2 separate regions of the Sus scrofa genome follow, and region 2 is linked to region 1. A link is a contact called in public promoter capture Hi-C data. All regions are on one chromosome and are shown on one strand. The core of a region is the stretch at or near the end of the contact, and the rest is flanking DNA. Distances in the headings are between cores, read along the strand shown. Region 1 holds the start of ECH1 (enoyl-CoA hydratase 1). Region 2 holds the start of RINL (ras and Rab interactor-like protein).

What was found. Promoter capture Hi-C pulls out the DNA fragments that hold promoters and counts their contacts.
Region 2: a promoter capture Hi-C map of skeletal muscle shows a contact between it and region 1, with 4 times the contacts expected there. The contact joins the promoter of RINL here to the promoter of ECH1 in region 1. A contact is called at or near these places in 1 of 5 promoter capture datasets (skeletal muscle), 6 of 47 Hi-C or Micro-C datasets (blood, liver, omental adipose tissue and 1 more) and 2 of 2 datasets of contacts at active chromatin or transcription factors (alveolar macrophages and skeletal muscle).

The regions. Positions count from the first base shown.
Region 1 is chr6:47,637,593-47,640,292 of Sscrofa11.1, reverse strand. It overlaps ECH1 (enoyl-CoA hydratase 1), which reads left to right and starts at 1,332. Exons shown (of 10, transcript NM_001044607.2): 1 at 1,332-1,378; 2 at 2,074-2,275; 3 at 2,409-2,497. The coding sequence starts at 1,339.
Region 2 is chr6:47,680,946-47,683,645 of Sscrofa11.1, reverse strand. RINL (ras and Rab interactor-like protein) reads left to right here and starts at 1,363. Exons shown (of 13, transcript XM_021094350.1): 1 at 1,363-1,568. It overlaps SIRT2 (sirtuin 2), which reads left to right. Exons shown (of 17, transcript NM_001114271.1): 15 at 121-191; 16 at 332-398; 17 at 519-1,219. The coding sequence ends at 674.

The sequences.
Region 1 (2,700 bases), core at 83-2,582:
TTCTGCTGCACCACAACGGAAACTCCCCAAAGTGATTTTAAAAGACCTTATATTTAGGAGTTCCAGGCTTGACGCAGTGGAAACAAGTCTGGCTAGGAACTATGAGGTTGCGAGTTCGGTCCCTGGCCTCACTCAGTGGATTAAGGATCCTGCATTGCCATGAGCTGTGGTATAGGTCGCAGAAGTGGCTTGGGGGGTTCCCGTTGTGGCTCAGTGGTTATCGAATCTGACTAGGAACCATGAGGTTGCGGGTTCCATCCCTGGCCTTGCTCAGTGGGTTAAGGGTCCAGTGTCGCCTTGAGCTGTGGTATAGGTTGCAGACGTGGCTTGGATCCCGCGTTGCTGTGGCTCTGGTGTAGGCCGGTGGCTACAGCTCAGACTAGGCCCCTAGCCTGGGAACCTCCACATGCTGTGGGAGTGGTCCTCAAAAGGCAAAAAGAAAAAAAAAAAAAGTGGCTTGGATCCAGCATTGCTGTGGCTGTAGTGTAGGCCAGCAGCTGTAGCTCCAATTCAACCCCTAGCCTGGGAACCTCCACATGCTGCAGGTGTGGCCCTAAAAGCAGTACCCCCCCAAAAAACCCTTATATTTATTAAGAACACGTACTTAATGGACTTCCCATGTGGCTTGCAGGATAACTACTTAGTGTTGCTTCTACAGTGGCTGTGGCTCGACCCCTGGCTCAGGAACTTACATTAAAAAAAAAAAAAAAAAAGAACATGTACTTACGAGCCACATAAATAGCCTCTTCAGCCCTCTTGAATCCCAGGGACCTTAATCTAGTGTCGTCTCCAGATCCAGGTTTCCGCTGTGTTCAAGGTAAAATAGTACAACCCCTACCCACCCCACCCCCGCCCCCGGCCCGCCCAGTGGTGTGGGAATTCGAATTATATAGTCAGCACTTAATGTTGGTCTATACTTTTACTGGATAATCTCAGTAGGAAATTTTTCTTTTTAGTTAATATGGTACAAGTGCATGGTTACAAACTGGCAGGGCTCCGATTATTCTGCCATTACGGACTTGGACACTCATCTCTCTCCAATTCGTTCACCATTACGAAAGAGCTGTGGTGGCCCCTGCACAGAATGTTCGGGGACAGTGAATTATCGCCTCAGGCCAGATTCCTATTGTGCCAAAGGTTCCCAGGGCGAGCCAAAGGCCGGCAAATTTAGAAGGCGATTTCCGGTTGCCCTTAGTAAAGATGGCGGGAATAGGGGTGTCACCGCTGTTTGGATGCGGCTTCGATGCCCTCGCTCAACATGGCGGCCCTTGTGCCCGCCCCCTTAACTTCCTCTCGTCGGGCTATTCCGGCGTTTCAGTCGCAATGACGGCAGTGGCAATGGCGTTTTTTCACAGAGTGCGCAGCTTGCTGACTCGGCGTGAGTCATCTCTTGACTTCTGGGGGTCTATTGAGCTGTCGTCCTGTCATGGCGACTGTAGAACGGAGAGGCCTGTCTGGGGTCAAGCAAGGTCCTCACGCCTTATTAAACTCAGGGGTCCATGTGCTCCTATGCAAAGGGCCCGTGTCCTACCGTGGGGTAGCTGTCAGCTCAGTGTCTCCAATCTAGTGTCAGTACCACCTTCGCGGGTTTGAAGTGGCCCTCAGACCGAGGCCACTGGTGAGTGCACCCTAATCTTAAAAGCCTGTGTCTTCCTGAACCAAGGCCTCTTAACAGGCCTGCGTTCCCCAATCTAATGTCACTGAGATGGATGTGTGCCCTCTGCTTTTGAAGGTGCTCTTCTCCCAATTTGGGGTCATAAAATGCTCTTCCTGGGAGTTCCCGTCCTGGCTCAGTGGTTAACAAATCTGACTAGGAACCATGAGGTTGCGGGTTCGATCCCTGCCCTTGCTCAGTGGGTTAACGATCCAGCATTGCTGTGAGCTGTGGTGTAGGTCGCAGACGCGGCTCAGATCCCGCCGCGTTGCTGTGGCTCTGGTGTAGGCCGGTGGCTACCGCTTTGATTCCACCCCTAGCCTAGGAACCTCCATATGCCGCGGGAGCCGCCCTAGAAATGGCAAAAAGACAAAAAAAAAAAAAAAAAAAAAAAAAATGCTCTTCCTTTGTCTCTCCAGGATTGACAGCCCCCACCAACCTCAGCCTTAGTCTTCACCCCATGAGCTCCTTTACACAAGAGGAGGCTTCCAAAGCTGCTCCCAGCGAAGCTCCAGGTCACAACTATGAGTCCCTTCAGGTGACAGCTGTCCAGAAACATGTGCTTCATGTGCAGCTAAACCGGCCAGAGAAGAGAAATGCCATGAACAGAGCCTTCTGGAGGTCTGGTCTGCAGGTCCTGAGAGGCCTGTCTGCAGGAGGAGGCAGGGGCTAAGGGACTGGGCAGGGGAGGACCTGAGAGCAGGGAACTCCCCCCGCCCCCCCAGACAGCCCTTGCCTCCTTCCCTTTCCGCAGAGAGATGGTGGTGTGCTTCAACAAGATCGCACAGGACCCTGACTGTCGTGCGGTGGTGATCTCTGGTGCAGGAAAAATGTTCACTTCAGGTACCACGTGCTCTCCATACCCACCCCTGCCACCCTCCCCTGCTCCTGGAGAGAGATCAAGGCTTCTTAATTAGGGTTTCAAGCAGCTTCTAACTTCAACTTTCAACATTTTCAAATACAGAAATTGACAGGTTCATGGGCTCTTAAATCTGGGTTTTCATTCTTTTTTTTTTTGAAGTATAGTTTATTTATTTATTATTATT
Region 2 (2,700 bases), core at 114-2,613, 43 kb before region 1:
CTGAGATTCAGAGAGGCCAGGCCCCTTGAGCAGAGCCACGGAGCTGGGATTCAAACCCAGGCCACCTGGCTCCAGGGTCTGTGCTCTGAGCTCCCCCCCCACTCCACACCTCCCCCACAGACTGACCCGTTCCTCGGGATGATGATGGGCCTCGGAGGAGGCATGGACTTCGATTCAAAAAAGGCGTACAGGTGAGAGGCGGAGCCTGCAGGGACAGGGCCAAGGTGGGAGGAGGCCAGGAAGGCACACACTCAACAAGGCAGAGCCGCCAGCTGCCCGCCAGTGGGGTCCTGGAACGAGCCTGGGAGCTCTGACTCTCACCCGCCCGCAGGGACGTGGCCTGGCTGGGTGACTGCGACCAGGGCTGCTTGGCCCTCGCTGATCTCCTCGGATGGAAGGTGAGGGGCCTGGGCCATCCCAGCCCACCCTGAGCCCAGTCCCTGGACCCCTGCCCCACAGGTCCTCTGACCCTATGAGGCATGGTGACCTCTGACTTCTGTGAACTTTGCCCTCTGCAGAAGGAGCTGGAGGACCTTGTCCGGAAAGAGCATGCCAGCATAGATGCCCAGTCGGGATCGGGCACCCCCAATCCCACCACTTCAGCTTCCCCCAGGAAGTCTCCGCCTCCTGCCAAGGCAGAGGCCAGGACCTCGGAGGGAGAGAAACCCCAGTGACAGCTGCGTCTCCCAGGCAGGACGCCCAGCTTTGGGACAGCTGAGTCCCAACCAGCCCTGGCCTCCTCTAACTTACAGCTCTTTTCTGGGGAGCTCAGAACGTTTCCGCAATCTTTTAACTACTCCCTCCTAAACCTGGGGTCCCGGCAGCCCCGACCCCAGCAAATCTCTAACATTCTTTGGGGCCGAGGCTTGGGCAGCCCGCCTCTAACAGCCCACAGCCTCTAACCACCCCCGGGACTGAGGATCAGCCTCCCTAATCTCTAACTGCTCAGGGGGCCGGGTGTACCTCCAAACCTCTAACTGTCCCAGGCCAAGGGTCCCCAGGGCCCCCACGCCCTCTACTGTCCCCAGGAGCCTGTGGCCAAGTAGCTGAAACCTAACCTACCCGTGGGTGGGGGGATCTGAGCCTCAAGGTCTCCCAAGTCTCTTCCTCCAGCTCCCCAAGTGGGTGCTGGACCCCCTCACTCGGGACCCACTTCCCATGCCAAGGAGGGCAGATGGTGTCACTTATTAGAGATGAATTAAAAACAAAGAACAACTAATAATCGGCTGTCCGGCCTCGCTGTTCTTTTCTGTGGGCCACGGGGAAGCTGCCAGAGGAAGGGGTTAGATCTCGGGCCCTAAGAAAACCGTAGCATCCACAGGCTCTTACGAGAAACAGCGTGAAGGCTGTCGAGAGGGGACTCTTGTGGCCACAGGAGCCTCACGGCTCTTACCCCTGGACCCCAGACTGCCTAGGGTCCTTCCTCCAAAGCCCAGTCATCTGAGGCCTGAGCCCCCGGAAAGAGGGAGGTACCCCCAGCCCCGCCTCTTCCCCCTGCCTGCTCTGCTTCCTCTCTCTGTGAGAACACTTTCACTTCCTGCTCCTCCAGGCCTCCCCTCCGAGAACAGGTAGGGGCCCCCAGGGACCAAGCAGCTGGCATCATCACCCCTCGCTGCCTCCCTTTGGTATCAGGCAGCTGCCCCCTCTGGCCCTGCCCAGCACCATCCGTCCCCTCCACCTCTACGGGACCCAGGCCAGCATCTGCCTCCCTCCCCCGACCTCTCCTGCCTGCTCTCCCCTGGGCAGGGCACCTGCTCTCTGTCTCCCACTTCCCAACACCCTAGGTTTCTGGTCAGGGGGCAGAGGGATTTGTTTAACTGTTTGTTATCCATCCCCTGTGCCCACCCCAAGAAGAGCACAAGCCCTGGGAGCAGGGGCCTAGTCTGCTGTCATCCTTTCCCCAGGCACCGAATTCTGGGCCTGTACTCAGTAAATACTTGTTGGGTGGATGGACGAATGGGTGGGTGAATGGATGGATGTATGGATGGGTAGATGGGTGGATGGGTTGGTGGATGGATGAGTGGGTGGGTGGGTGGATGGGTGGGTGGAGGGATGGGTGGAGGGATAGGTGGGTGGATGGATGGGTGGGTGGATGGAGGGATGGATGGATGGATGGATGTGTGGATGAGTGGATGGATGGATGGATGGGTGGATGGATGGGTGGATGGGTGGATGGGTGGATGGATGGGTGGGTGGATGGAGGGATGGATGGATGGATGGATGGATGAACGGGTGGATGGGTGGGTGGGTGGAGGGATGGATGGATGGATGGATGGATGGATGGATGGGTGGGTGGATGGATGGATGGGTGGGTGGGTGAGTGGATGAATGGATGGGTGGGTGAATGGGTGGATGGATGTATGTAAGGATGAACAGACAGATGGACAAATGGGTGGACTTAGACCCCCTACTCCTGAGACTGCTGCAGGGATAGTTTTTTTAATGGCTACCTTAACTGATAACCCGCTGTAGGACTCTACCTGGTTAAGAGTTGGGGTCTGATGGATAGATGGATAGAGGGCCAGGTGTGTGGTAAAGCAAAAAGAATAAAATGTTAATAGTTGAATCTAGGTAGTGGGTATATGGATGTTCCCTGAAAAAAAATTCCATTTTTCTGAATGTTTGAAATTTTTCATAAAATGTTGGGAGGAGTTCCCATCGTGGCGCAGTGGTTAACGAATCCGACTAGGAACCATGAGG